2 separate regions of the Rattus norvegicus genome follow, and region 2 is linked to region 1. A link is a contact called in public Hi-C data. All regions are on one chromosome and are shown on one strand. Each heading gives the region's core, a stretch centred on a gene start, on an enhancer-like site or on the middle of the called end of the contact. The rest is flanking DNA. Distances are from core to core; before and after follow the strand shown.

Evidence for each region. Hi-C and Micro-C count contacts between places; a contact is called where the count stands out from the background.
Region 2: a Hi-C map of the A7r5 cell line shows a contact between it and region 1, with 3 times the contacts expected there. The contact joins the enhancer-like site here to the promoter of Phlda1 in region 1. A contact is called at or near these places in 2 of 12 Hi-C or Micro-C datasets (the A7r5 cell line and mammary epithelial cells).

The regions. Positions count from the first base shown.
Region 1 is chr7:48,847,887-48,855,532 of GRCr8, forward strand. Phlda1 (pleckstrin homology-like domain, family A, member 1) reads left to right here and starts at 5,804. Exons shown (of 2, transcript NM_017180.2): 1 at 5,804-7,051; 2 at 7,446-7,646. The coding sequence starts at 5,805. The coding sequence ends at 7,025.
Region 2 is chr7:48,979,004-48,986,621 of GRCr8, forward strand. No RefSeq gene overlaps it. Among named protein-coding and RNA genes, the nearest start is that of Phlda1, 130 kb to the left of the region's middle. Within about 2 kb of position 3,453, at least 10 of the 93 cell types and tissues checked have an H3K27ac peak or open chromatin away from gene starts, as enhancers often do. A contact at or near this core is called in the A7r5 cell line, where this site is marked.

The DNA.
Region 1 (7,646 bases), core at 4,554-7,053:
AGCAGAAAAGCTTGCGTGGTAGGTAAGCTTTTTCTTGGGTGATTTTAAGGTGTAGGATAGAACATTACAAACACAGACTGCTGTATTCCTCCCTTCCCAATAAATCTGTTGACATCTAGGAAGTTCCTTTGTTGGAAGGATGAGGATGAGAAAGACAAAATTATGCAAACCTGAATAATCCGTGTGATAATGCTTTTAATGGCCAGGTATAAGAATATGTCATAAGTGGGTAACATGATTAAACTTGGGTTTTTGAGTCCAGCTCCCATTTGTTAGGAAGAGTCTACTTTGTATTAAGACATGAGCAGTAGTAAAATATATCTAGAACCTGATGTAACCATAGAAGTTTTATTAACAGAAGTATACTTAAACTTGGTTGTTTGACTTTGAGCATACGTTGGAAGAACTCAGGTGTTTTTAGTGGTTTCAAAGGCTTGCTAGATAACAGGTGTGTAGGTACACGTAAATACTACTAGACTAGGTAATGGCAAAGCCATGGCCCCGTTGAAAGCTTTTCATGTTTGCTACCTTCATCTTTAAGGTGACCTCGATTTAGACTGTTTGTGTGTGTTTTCTTTGGTCTTTGGTCTTATCCTGAGAAGACAGAAAGGAAATAACGTCAATTCTACTGTCCTATCTTTAGCCTGACATCGATGGAGTCACATCACCTTTGAGGTATAGAGCAAAACTGAGATGCCTACTCTGTCCAGTGTGATTTTGGACTTCGCATTTGGTGTTTCCAGCATTATGGCGAGGTTATAGTTTAGTTGGACACACACACACATTCAGTAGATTCTGATATGAATTGGAATAGAATTTACAGTGACAGCAATAGCTGCCGTCATTTAGATTGAAGAAGGCTTAAATAGTTACTTGGTGTTTAGTGAAGTGCAATTTGTTAACTTGCATTTTATTTAGAGGAAATTCCCATTGTGTAGGTCTCACTGGCCTGGGACTCACTACATAGACCAGGTTAGTTAGCTTGCAGGTCTCTTCCTCCGGGAGTGCTGCATATAGAGACATGCCAGTTCTGGTCAAAAGGTGATGGGAAGTAAAATTAGGAAGGAATTAGCCCCAGCCTAAGGTGGAATCTAAACTGCTTTGAGTGACAAAAGGCTGCAGGATTTGGGAAAGGGAGTGGAGTTAACATGGCTTGGAGGGGTTTGGATGCTGTGCTTCCCAGGATTCAAGTCAGCTACCTGCCACTCCAGTTTCAGAATATCTGATGGTGAGGATATCTGATGGTGAGGATATCTGATGGTGTGCAAACACACTTTCATTTTCATCTACCCAACCCATTTGAAGGATTGCCTGGGAAGAGTGAAACCGAAAGGCAAGTTTGCAGGAGCTGGGGCTAGGGATTGGAGTCTCATGGGGGGTAGAGAAAGAAGGTAAAAAATGTGTAGTTCCTGGGTCTGGCCAGGTGTTGGGCTGGAGATGTTGGCTACCTAGTGGAGTACTTGCTGAGTTTCTACAAGGCCCTAGGTCCCATACTCAGCGTAAGAAAAATGGGGGATGGAGTGGGTATGTGCACTGCTTGTCCCATAAACAGAATGCTGGCTGGGCGGGTGTTGGCCAGAGAGCAAACCTCTGTAGGTGCTGTAAAGTGATCTTGGATCTGCAACCTACAGTACTTGAGGATTTATTCTAGAGACACTTAGGTGTGCTACACAAGTTGGTCACTAGGGGGCAATAGCTCACCAGTTTGTATTGCAAAAAGCTGTAGACCTGGGAAGTCTATTAAAAATTAACTTCTAGGGCTGGAGAGATGGCTCAGTGGTTAAGAGCACCGACTGCTCTTCCTGAGGTCCTGAGTTCAAATCCCAGCAACCACATGGTGGCTTACAACCATCTGTAATGAGATCTGATGCCCTCTTCTGGTGCATCTGAAGGTAGTTACAGTGTACTCATATACAATAAAATAAAATCTTAAAAAAAAATAAATTTAAAAAAAAATTAACTTCTAGAAGTTAAAATTAAGAATTTTTGAAGTTCTTTTTTCCAGAAAACTAGGAAGTGGCTGAGAAATATACCCATGTAGCTGGGATTATTTGCGTTTTAAACACAAAACCTGATAATTTCATGGTATAATAGCTTTTTAACTTTCCTGTGCACACAATAGAGTGGCAAGGCCACTCAGTCTGCAAGGCCAGAAGCTTTAACCTCAGCCATTTTATCAGACCTTGTTACTTTTGCAGACATTGGGATGCTCATGTAGATTCCTAAAACTATTGCTCAAAACAAACAAATGAAAATCGCCAACCCCAGTGGATTCGATGTGTATGGACTTAGGGAATAATATGAGTCAGGTGTAGTGCATGTTGTAGTTCATTTTAAAGATAAACCATGTGCATAAAGGGTTTGATAGGTAGGTATTGATAGAGAAGAGTGCTGAGAGGCAGGTGTGCTTAACACATCTGCAATCTTTACGAGCCATGTGTTGGAAGTAGTTAAAAGGAAAATCTCGACACAGGAAACTGGGAAACAAGGTTCAGGATTACAGCAGAGCACAGCTGTGCACAGAGCCACACCCCACCTTGGTCCCCTCCCTCACCTCTAAACTGGTGTAAGAAGGTGCCTTCACATTTGAGCTGTACATGAGTGTACAGGGTGCTGATGGCGCTCGTTCCCTGACTGCCATGTAGATGGGGCACTTGGAGTCCTTAGTGGGAGTGTCCCAAGTAGACATTTTCCCTGAAATTCAATCCTAAGGCTCTAGGTAAGAGCTACTGGGCCCCTTACTAAAGCGGTTCCATCCAAGAAGTTGTTTTGTATGGTTAGTGATTCCTCCATTGTAACTAGAATGTTAGAATTTTTTTTTCAGGCTCCTTTTAAGTAAAATATCCTCTGTCCCGTTTTCTGTAACTCAATCTTTATAGGAGTTACTGAGTATTTAACTTGGATGTACAAGACAGGTGGAAAACAGACAGTGTCCTTAAAGACAAGTTGAATGAGCCATTATGTAAAGTAAAACATTTTAATGATTGTTTCCTTCATTGTTCTGATGATTTATCTTTTTTGTTGTTGTTGTTTTTGTTGTTTGTTTTTTTCTTTAGGAAAAGAAAAAGGTCGCTATAGCCAATTAAATGAGGTGGCTGTTGCAATCAATTGAGCAGAATTTCAATCTACAAAATTCTGAAACTTAAATTTCCAATCAAACTCATTGTGGTCAATGTGCACTTAGTGAAACAGGCAGAGGGAAACAGGGAGTTTAAAAGTCTTTAGTCAGAATGAAATAGGCACGTTTGAAAGCAATGATGACTGGGCATTTGCAAGTATTTTGGGAAGACAGTGCCTAGTTTCTCTGAAAAGCCGGGCTACAGTTCACAGTCCAGTGTTTTGCCGATGGAAAACCAGTATGTGTCTGCCACACAGCTGTACCTGGTTTACGGTCAGAGAATGCCATTCTGCTGAAAAAGACAAACAGCTGGCAGCGTAGGAACTCCGACATGCTGACCTGTCCTACAGAGGTAGGGGAAACTAAGGTGGTTAATAATCAGAATTACAAATCTATTCTTGGTATGCACCAAGATATTGTTAATGCATAATCACATTAGAAATCTTTACTTGGGCTGGAGACATGGCTCAGTGGTTAAGAGCACTGACTGCTGTTCCAGAGGTCCTGAGTTCAAATCCTAGCAACCACACGGTGGCTCATAACCATCTGTAATCAGATCTGATGCCCTCTTCTGGTGTGTGTGAAGACAACTATGGTGTACTCATATAATAAATAAATCTAAAAAAAGAGAAATCTTTCCTTTTTTGGATTAAAAAAAAAAGCATTGAAAAAGCCCTGAAATACAAGCCAAATTTAAAACTCATTTAAAGTTATTTTTGAACTGGTCCATTTGATCAGAACCTTTAATGAACTATTTAATGAAGGTTCAAGAACCCTGTTTTTTGCCCCACATGTGGCCCATACATATACTGCCACCAAACTAGATAAGATGGATGAAGCAAAGAAGTGCAGGCTGACAGGAACTGGATGTAGATCTCTCCTGAGAGACACAGCCAGAATATGGCAAATACATAGGTGAATGCCAGCAGCAAACCACTGAACTGAGAACGGGATCCCAGTTGAAGGAATCAGAGAAAGAACTGAAAGCTTGAAGGGGCTTGAGACCCCATATGAACAACAATGCCAACCAACCAGAGCTTCCAGGGACTAAGCCACTACCCAAAGACTATACATGGACTGACCCTGGGCTCCAACTGCATAGGTAGCAATGAATAAAGCCTAGTAAGGGCACCAGTGGAAGGGGAAGCCCTTGGTCCTGCCAAGACTGAACACCCAGTGAACGTGATTGTTGGGGGAAGGGTGGTAATGGGGGGAGGATGGGGAGGGGAAGGCCATATAGAAGGGGAGGGGGAGGGGTTAGGGGGATGTTGGCCCGGAAGCGGGGAAAGGGAATAACATTCGAAATGTAAATAAATACTCAAGTTAATAAAGATGGGGAAAAAAAGAAAAGAAAAAACCTATTTTTAAAGGGACTCTTCTGCTAGCTCTCAGATTAAGTTCGAATTTCTTAGCAGGACACACAAAAACATGTGCGTAATTCATCCTCTCCATTTTCTTCAATTGGATTCTTGACTTCTCGCAGTGTGGCAGCAGCCCTTGTTTGACCGAGACTGTTTTATCCTATCTCTTTATTATGAGAGAAGACTTAGAGGTTATTTTCCTAAACTGGAGACTATTTTTCTTTTTTTTTTTTTTTTTTTTCGGAGCTGGGGACCGAACCCAGGGCCTTGCGCTCTACCACTGAGCTAAATCCCCAACCCCTCAAACTGGAGACTATTATCCATGCCTTTTATTCTACCTTATCAGGAAGCAGTGTCTGAAAGGTTTAAATGCAAGACTGGGACTAGGACCTTCCCAGAGTCAGATACCCATAGGTGTTTATAGGATATTCGCCAAGGCTTATGTGTGGGATCTCCCAGTACTGGACAACTGCCTACCCTGCTACTGCTATGGACTGACTGCAAGGTCTGATCTGAAAGGAAACCTGAGGAGCTAGAGAAATTGCAGCCCTAGCAGAGGACCCTCGTTCAATTCCCAGAACCTGTAGGGTGGGTCACTACCGGTTCCAGGGACCTGCTGATTTCTGACCTGCATTCACATACAATATACGTACTATGTAATGTATACACACAAGCAAAATATAAACACGAAAACCAACAAAGCAAAACAAACACCCCCTCCCCCCAACAAATAAAACCACGAGAGCTTGGTGAGTCTGGCTATTTTGCCTGTGCCCTGTGTTGGAAAAGGAAGTCAAGAATATATACCTGGAGCGAGTCCACCCTTCTTTTCCTGCCACTACATCAAATCCTCAGCTTTATTGTTTTGACTTTGCTAATTTCTCCAGGAAGGATTATTTAATGACTGAAAAAAGCTCGAAGCACACTTGGGCTTTGTTCCCTGAGGTGTTTACATAGGTATGGGGGGAAATGCACACTATGGAACTGGGTTCCCTAAGTTTTATGCCTTGGTCTGGAACCGGCTCCGCGCTAACCCCAGGGATGGCTCCCCAGGCCTGCCTGGATCTGCTACTCGCCCCCGCAGCGGAGAGCCCACCCGCCTGGGAAGGGCGGGACTGTGGGGTTGGCCTTTCGGCGCCCTCTGGGCGTCGGCAGTCGCCGCCCGGCAGCCGCGGCGACCTCAGCGACCGCGTGGAGCCGCCAAGAGTTTCCGGAGCCCGGCTTCCAGGCGGCGCGGGAGGCCGTGGGCGGCGGGGCGGAGCCGGCGGGGGCGGAGCCAGCGGCGGGGGCGTGTCCACGGCGGGCACTGGGAAGGCCCCAAGTTAATGAGGCGTACGCCGGCTGCCGAGCGCCTCTCGGAGCTGGGTTTTCCCCCGCGGCGCGGGAGCCAGGAGCCGCCTTTTCCGCTGGGTGTCACTCGGGGGTGGGGAGGGTGGCCCATTGAAAAGCGCTGCGAGGGGCCCCGGCCAGTGCCCTTCAGTGAGCGCTCCGCGGAAGACGGCAGAGAGCAGCCCGCTCACGGCTCCGGGATCTTGTGGCGGGTCAGGACTCGCCTGTCCCTCTGCCGGGACCCCGAGCCACCGCCGCCACCGCCACCGCTCTGTCTCCTGCGAGTCAGCCTTCTCTGTGCGCTCCGGGCAGGCGGCCGCGGAAGCCGCTGGAGCGAGGACAGCGCACGGCTGCTACTGCTACCCCCAGCCGGAGCGTCTGGAAGCCTAAAGGCCGAGCGGAGCAGCAGCACCCCTTATGCCGGAAGGATGCTGGAGAGCAGCGGTTGCAAGGCGCTGAAGGAAGGAGTGCTGGAAAAGCGAAGCGACGGGCTGCTGCAGCTCTGGAAGAAAAAGTGCTGCATCCTCACTGAGGAAGGGCTACTGCTCATACCGCCCAAGCAGGTACAACATCAGCAGCAGCAACAGCAGCAGCAACAGCCCGGGCAGGGGACAGCCGAACCGTCCCAACCTAGTGGCCCCGCCGTCACCAGCCTTGAGCCACCAGCCAAGCTGAAGGAATTGCACTTTTCCAATATGAAGACTGTAGACTGCGTGGAGCGCAAGGGCAAGTATATGTACTTCACTGTGGTGATGGCGGAGGGCAAAGAGATCGACTTTCGGTGTCCCCAGGACCAGGGCTGGAACGCAGAGATCACGTTGCAGATGGTGCAGTACAAAAATCGTCAGGCCATACTGGCGGTCAAGTCTACGAGGCAGAAGCAGCAGCACCTGGTCCAGCAGCAGCCTCCGCAGACGCAGCAGATCCAACCCCAGCCCCAGCCGCAGATCCAACCCCAGCCCCAGCCGCAGATCCAGCCTCAACCCCAACCCCAACCCCAACCTCAGCCCCAACCCCAGCAGCAGCCCCAGCCCCAACAGCTCCACTCCTACCCGCACCCGCATCCTCATCTTTACCCTCACCCTCACCCTCACGCGCACTCGCACCCGCACCCGCACCCTCACCCTCATCCACACCAACTCCAGCATGCGCACCAGCCTCTCCACTCGCAGCCACAGGGCCACCGGCTTCTCCGCAGCACCTCCAACTCTGCCTGAAGAGGGCGGCACCCGGGCCACTCAAGGTAAGGTCCTGGCAACTTGGGACTCCTAGAAACCTGCCAGCATGACTGTTGGGAAGAGAGGAAAGCTTGTTGACCGGTTCCGCTTCCGAAGCAAAGTAAAAAGAAATCGTTTCAAGTTTGTGGAGAGGTGGCAAAAAGATAGGCAGGCTGGAACTTGTAGAGGCCGGGCGGGGAAGGAAGAGCGGGAGGAATTTCACCAGGGAGCTGGGCACGGGGGATAGACCACCTACCCCGCAGCACTGGATCACTCTAGTTCACTGCCATCCTCCTTAGTGCTACTTTATTGTGTGCCTGCGGACCTGGTGTCCTTCTGGGCACTCCTTTGTCCTGGCCGGGAGGGACCAGGGTCTTGACTTCTGAGTCATCCATTTCATTCTGTGTTCTTCCTTTCCAGGTTTTGAGGACTTCGGGAAGTGGGAAGAGTGCATTACTATTTAAGTTCACTTGGATCAAAACCAACGGAGTCTCCCCGCCCTGTGCCAGATCAAGTAGTTTGGACATCACCCTACGGATAACGCGCGCTTGCAGTTCCTCGTAGTTTTTTCTGCGTAAGCTTCATCACAGTGCAGGAAGCGATTTTGAGTCAAGATGACTA
Region 2 (7,618 bases), core at 2,203-4,702, 130 kb after region 1:
TCTATAATTTGTTTACAATTCCTCGGAGCACTGGAGTTATCTGCTCATCGTGTTCTTTTTGTTGATTTTTTTTTTTTTTTTTTTTTTGAGACTGGCTTTCTTTGTGCAGCCCTGGCTGTCCCAGAACTCCATTTGTAGTCCAGGCTGGCCTCGAACTTACAGAGATCCACCTGCCTCTGTCTCCTAGTGTTGAGATTAAAGTCGTGTATCACCACTGTCCTGCCCGTTGTATTCTTTTAATGTGACTGGAGTCTGAAGATTTTACTCCCTTTTTTATTTCTCTGTCTTGTTTGTTGGTGCTGGGCTGGAACTCAGTCTATTGCACACACCAGACAAGCACTGTCCGTAGACCTACACTCATGGCCCCTTTAATTTCTTCTAATCACTTGGCTGGACCTTCATGGCTTCTTTAATTATTTGAGAAAGGGGTTTCTGCTTCCCTCTTGCACCCTCCTCCCCACATCAGGTTTTGGAGACAGGGTCTCCTGTAGCTCGTGCTACCCTTGATTTTGCATTGTAGCTGAAGATGAGCTTGAACTTCTGATCTTCCTGCCTCCAGCTCTGGAGTACTAGGGACACCAGGCCTGTGCCACCATTTATGGTTTTAGGCAATTGCTAAGCCTTGTGCATGCTAGGCAAACATGGTATCCACTGAGCCACACCCCCAGATCTGCTACTGTGTTCTCTGTCGAGGAAGATGAGTGTTGGAATTCTGAGGTTAGAGTTAACCTAGGTTGCTGGGTTTTTTAAATTTGTTGACAAGTATGAGGTTACACGACAAAGTTAACTTTTGTCATTTTGTTTTCTCAGTCTGTGCAATGAGTTTCCCTAGAGAAGCCAAAGGCAGACGATCCCGGTTGATCAGTACCCTTGTCTCCTTTAAGAGCTGACAGTTGGCTTGGCAGAGACCAGAGTGAGAATGCCGGCTGGAATTTGGGCACTCTCACGGAATTAAGACAGAGCAAGGATCTTCCCAAGCTCTTCCTGAAGCACCTTTAAAAGTGAGGGATTTAAGCTGGGGTATGGGCTTAGAGGTACTCACCCGGCACTTCAGGGGCCTGGCTTGTCTCTGACAGTGATTTTTTTTGAAGTCACTGCTCCAGTTCGTTTTGCAAAACAGGCTGTTGTAAGCCTCGATAGAATTCCCAATTCATAAATAAGAAAGGAATTAGCTATGCCAGCCTCAGGAGTGGCCGTTTGTGTGCATAGTCTGGACTCACATGGCTCTGCGGTAGGCATTGTTTGAGAAGTAAGAAAGCAGCAGGATGAAATTTCAGCCTTCTCCAAGCCTGCGTCCCAGCCAGGGAAGTAGAAAACAAGCAGACCTCATGGTAAGAAAGGTTATAGATAAAATCAAGTAGAGTAGAGGCTGGGAATTTAATAAGTTATTAGGGATGGACAATGATACCCTGTATGATGGGACTCTGAGAGAGAAGGATCAGAGGGCCCCAACTCTCCCCTAGGAGATGAGGCTAGACTGCAAGCACTGTTAAATACTGTAAGAATACTATCATAAAGGTTTTTAGAGTAGGAACCCTTCAGAGTTTAGGTTTTCTCCAAATACACTAAGCTTTTAAATGCCAGGCCAAGCCCTTTGATTGACAACTGTCAGACCCTTCACTCACACCCAGCTGCTTTAATCTGGAAGCTTTCTGAGAAGCTGCTTTGCACATGGTACATAGGGTCTTTCCCGGAAGGCTTGGGAAGAACCAGGAAACCATGTTTTCTGTGTCAAGAGGCCTTGCTTCAGTCAGAACGTGCCACAGACAACTTAAACCAGCCTTGGGAAAAGCGGCTTTGGCTTAAAGAAGCTTCTATAAAAGCCAGCTGACCTTATCTTATCTGTCCTATAGTAGCTAGCCTCATTCAGGAGTGGGGGAGGAGCCTCCTGAGTAATGCAATATGTGATTGGTCCATATGCAAATAGGTGTCACTTGTGATTGGTTAAAATCGAGGCGGCGATTGGTGGAATGAGAGACTTCATATATATATGCTACACCCCTCTTCTGGTTGTATTGGCAGGCTGCTTTTCACTCTTTGGGCATCTACTCACACTGTGTCTCTCCAGTATTGTACCTGCTACCTTGTGCTCCAACACTAGACCCTAGTTAAAGCTTCTCTTAAGTGGTCTTTTCTTTTACTGCTCCAGACATATCCGGAAACAGTGCAGAAGCAACAGAAGAATGTCAGAGATCAGCCAGAGGCAGCAACTTGAGGCTCTGGGCACTGGAAGAGGGCCACAGAGCGTCTAAGGGTTCAGAACCATGGGTCTGCGAATGAGAATTTCTGGAAAGAAGCTCTGTCTGTAGAGACTGGTTGATTGACTGGAACTACAGTACCTTGGAGGGGTTGGAATGTTGCAGGTCCAGAGGCTAATTACCTTATTTGGAGCTAGTTCCAGGCTTCCTAAATGACCGTTTCTTGCTCACGCCCCGAGTCAGAACTAACATCTTGTGACTAATAGATAAAACCCTTTTGAAATCTCTTAACTTAGCAACCTGATAGCTTCCACCAACCCAACAGCTAAGAATGTTCTCAGATAGCATCTTGGACCCATAGGCAAGCTTTGCCCTTCTTGCTGTATCTCCCTCTGATGTACCCACCAATGTGTTTTAAATTTGCCTCCGTTTATGACTTCTGTAAAACTATAAAACGTCATGATGGAACATGGAATTTGGGGTAACCTAAATCTTTGTTTTTAGCCCATGGTCACACAAAATGGCTCCAGAATGAACTATTTCATTCCCTTTAAGATAAGAGATATTGTTGTTTTCATCAACAGGTTCTAACACCTGAAATTTGTGAGCCCCACAGTCCTATTTGTAATAAGCCTCTCATCTGAACAGAGGGAGCTAGGTCTCTGGGTTTTAAAACGTGAGGCAACAAGTCTGGTTCTCAGGGCCCAGAATCATAAAACTCTGCCTTTGAAACTCAAAGCGTGTTCTGGACACAGCACCTGGAAAGCTACAGGTCTTTGGTTTTTAAAATGTGTAGCCACCAGTCTCAATTCTCAGGGCTGAGAGCTATTAGTCATTGGGTTTAAAAGTCAAGCCCATAGCTTCTGGTATTCAGGAATGCCAACCCTGAAAAAGCATTCCCTAGTCTGTGATTTCTATAGAAATAGAGCAAGAGGGCCCTTAGCCAGCTCTTGTGAAGAGATGTCCTAGAAGAGGTCTATGAGTGTGCTTCACGGACACCTGGCAGAGGACCCTGGTAAGTGAGGACAGGAGTGTGCTTGCCATGTCTGGGATAAGAAGGAAGCTTGTTACACTGAGTCATCATGACTGGTGGGGATGGTGGTGCAGAAGAGAAAAGAAGTTGTGGGGTGGATCAGGAAGGATCTTGTAGATTCTTGTAAGAAATTCTACTTTGGCGCTGAGTAAGAAGGCAAACCATTTGTGGCTTTTGATCAGAAGAGTGACATCATCTGGCTTTTGAAAGGACCAGTCTGATGACTAAGTTGGAGAAAAGCTTAGAGATGCATGTGTGGAAGAAGGGTATTTACTTGGGAATCAAGTACAGTAGGAAGGTCAGGGGTGACAAGGTCTTGCACCAGGGTGGTCATGGTTACCAGAGAGGTCATGATAGGATGTGAGAAATCTGGAAGTCTGCTTCCAGACTAAGGTTTCTAGTGTGAGAGAGATGGGGAAGAGATGAGGTATGAGACAGCCTCTCATTGAGATGAAGAAGCCCTCTGAGGGGCAGACTTGGGTTGATGTTAGGACACAGAGTCTGACATGATGATGGTGAATCTAAGAGGGGATTGTTCAATCTCAAGGAGACCAGAGACAAATGGCTACTGAGGTGTCTGTTGAAAGCATCAAAGCAGACTCTGGTATGCTGGTCATTGCCTACTCACAAGTACCTGTTACAAAGTCATCCTCTACTCTAAACCTCTCTCTGCCCCCTTCCCTCCACTCCCCTCCCGCCCCCTTCCATTCACTTCCCCCAGCTTCTCTTTCCTATATAACCTCAGTCATTTTAGTTATGAGCCCTCTTGCCCTCAGGGTTTTCATATGAGCTTTTTTGCTCCTGATTCCTCTCTTGGCTTCCTCCTGTCACCTGTCACCTGTCGCCTGTCACCTGCCTCCTATCTTCTCTTCCTCTACCCTAAACCCTCTTTATGGTTCAATTTATTCTGCTGGACTGGTTTAGCCTGGACCCTTCCAGATGCCTCTGGCTGTGCTCTCCCTCATATGTACAATAAAACCTTCTCCCTCAACCACACGTGGGAGCGGTCATGTCCCCATTTTTCATTCATCGCTGACAAAGATAGAGCAGTGTGGACCTCAGGGGAGATACTGGGGCTGACAAGCTTAATTCGAGAGCTTTAGTGTATAAGGACAGCGGGCAGAGAGGAGCAGAACAGAGCACCAAGGCATTGTAGAATAAAGTCCTTCAGGCAAGACAGATGCCATCTTCATTGCACCACTTGAGCCGACCAATAAAAAGACCAGCTAGAGAAATGGTTCTCAACCCGTGGGTCGAGACCCACTTGTAGTCAGCATATAAGATGTTTACAGAACAATTCATAACACTCACAAACTTACTGTTATGAAGTAAAAACGATTAACTTTATTCGTTGGGGGCATCTCCACAACACAAGGAACTGAATTAAAGGGTCGCAGCATTAGGAAGATTGAAGACCACTGATCTGGAGCTAGCCTGCTGACAGTTGATTCTCCTCGAGAGAAGAAGGTGGTGGGGAGGATCTGTCCCCCACCTGAGATCCTATCCGTTTCCACTTGCTACTCCAATCCATCTGCAAAAATTTTTCTCTAATTGCATGTGACTTCAGGGTCAAGGAAGCTGGAGGTTATATAGACTGGGCAAGATTAACCAAGGGGGTGGGAACTCTGTTTCTGTGGCTGTGAGAAGTCATTTTCTATACTGGGTGAAGGATTTCCAGTTTGACTGATCTGGGGTCTTCTATGCTTCTGTAAGTAGTCCCTGAACACATGCACTGAAGGGTGTAAGTCTAAGAAACTCATTGGTTCCTCAGGGCTAACTTAATGGAATTATACTCTTGGCTGTTGCTTGAAAGAAGACGGTAGACCCCGTTTAAGTCTCTTTAGGGATGGGATTCTCATGAGATGCAAGGAAACAGCAGACTGGTATAAATGTAAACGTTTCTGTGGCTTAAAGCTTTGATCTGGGGGTGGGGAGCAAAGTGAACATTAGGTAAAGAAAAATGTCAATGACTAAGGAGAGTCAGCTGATGTCAGCTGAAGACCATCAGGCCCATATATGGGGGACAGGTGACCAGTGACACAGCTCCTGTGAAGGCTCAGATCAAGGGAACACTTGTGATTTGTATCCAAAATGTATGCCTGCTTTTCTGAGGCAGCCATGGAATGGTTAGGTAAAGTATCTCACAGCTCTGAACCGCAAAGCTCCTCTTGTTTCCCTCCGTCAGCTCCAGCTCTAGCCATGGCAAACTTCTCCACCTTCAGCTTTAGTGTATGAGACAATGCCTTGCTATGGAGCTCTGGATGGCCTGGAACTCACTGCACATCTAAGCTGGTCTTGGGCTCTTAGCAATGTTTTTCTGTCTCAGCCTCCAGAGTTCTGGGATTATAGGTGTGGACCACTGCACACAGCACAGCCTGTTGCAAAGTTCTCTCTCTGTCTCTCTGTCTCTCTGTCTCTCTCCTCCTTCTCCTCCTCCTCCTCCTCCTCCTCCTCCTCCTCCTCCTCCTCCTCCTCCTCCTCCTCCTCCTCCTCCTCCTCCTCCTCCTCCTCCTCCTCCTGCCCTCCTGTTTTTCAAGATACGAGTTTCTTGCTCATTACAGGCTGGCGTGGAGCTCAGAAATCTGTCCACCTCTGCTTCTGCTGGGACTAAAGGTGTGCACCATGGTGCCCGGCTTATTGTGAACAACTTCGAAGTAGAAAACTTGTAGTTTCTTTGGAAATTTAGTTTTGCCAAATGTTGTTTTGCTGGGGCACACAGGTGAAAGGATGTCTTGCTAAAGCAAACACATGAAAGAATGTTTTCCTGAAGCAGACCCAGGTGGAAGGATGCTTGGGTAGAGCAGACATGTGGAAGGCGCTGTGATGAAGGAGTATAAAAAGGACCCACGGACCGTGGGAGACAGCTCTGAGTATTGGCTTGGTTTGTTCTTCGTCATTATTCTCCCCTAATGACACGCGTGTATTGGTCGCCTTACCTAGCTACATACATTTTTTTTTCTTTTTTTCGGAGCTGGGGACCGAACCCAGGGCCTTGCGCTTGCTAGGCAAGTGCTCTACCACTGAGCTAAATCCCCAACCCTGCTACATACATTGTTGAGCTTGTGGTAATGCTGCCATGTAGAGAAACCTGCCCAAGAACTGCTTGTAAGGTTCCTGCAGTAGCTTTCGGATTCCTGGGCCTCACCTCAGGACGGTTAGCAAGCCTGGAAGTTTCGTCAGGACTGAACTATAGCTGCATGATGTCTGCTTGCTGAAAGGACGAGGCTGCAGCTGCTGAATCGTATTTGGTGTTTGCTATGAGACTGAATTGCCGCCAAAGAGCAAGCTCACCCCTAAAGAAGCACGGCTGAACAGGTCCACTTCCCCAGATCCTAACAACTACCTCTTCTGATACCTCTGCTGGGAGGTGGGCTAGAGGACAGGTTGAACCCTTATTAAAAATAGGTTGCAAAACATTTATGCCTACACAACTTCTTGTTCTTTCCTTATAAGTGTGTATTTACTCTGTGCGTGTCAGTGCTTTTCCTGTGTGTGTGTCTGTGCGAGGATGTCAGATCCTCTGGAACTGGAGTTTCAGACAGTCATGAGCCTCCGTGTGGGTGCTAGGAGTTGAACCAGAGTCTTCTGGAAAAGCAGCCAGTGCTCCAGACGGCTTCTGCCATGTCTCCAACCCCATGTTGCAAACTTCTTAAGAGAAAATTCCACACTGGATTTTTTTTTCTGTCTCTCCCTTTTTCTTCCTCCTCCTGTACTTTTCCCATCAGCTTCCTCTCTTCCCCTCTCCCTCTCTTTCCTTTGTACCAGGGCTCAAACCTGGAACCTTGTCTATAGTGGGCAAGCATGAAGGTGTTTGTTCCAACAGTGAGGGTTTTCTTTTTTCTTTTTTTGCTCTGTGTTAATGTAGAATTATTTGAAATAGTAGTAGTAGTAGTAGTAGCAGTAGTAGTAGTAGTAGCAGTAGTAGTAGTAGTAGTAGTAGTAGCAGTAGCAGTAGTAGTAGCAGCAGCAGTAGTAGTAGTAGCAGTAGTAGTAGTAGTAGCAGTAGTAGTAGTAGTAGCAGCAGTAGTAGTAGTAGTAGCAGTAGTAGTAGTAGCAGCAGTAGTAGCAGCAGCAGTAGCAGTAGCAGTAGTAGTAGCAGTAGTAGTAGTAGTGGCAGTAGCAGTATAGTAGTAGCAGCAGTAGTAGTAGTAGTAGCAGTAGTAGTAGTAGTAGCAGTAGTAGTAGTAGTAGCAGTAGTAGTAGTAGCAGTAGCAGTAGCAGTAGCAGTAGTAGTAGTAGTAGCAGTAGCAGTAGCAGCAGCAGCAGCAGCAGCAGCAGCAGCAGCAGCAGCAGCAGCAGTAGTAGTAGTAAATGCTTAAATTGAGTTTCTAGTTAGGCCCTTGGAAAAACAGGCAATTACTTGTGTATCAGAGCTATTTGCATACAC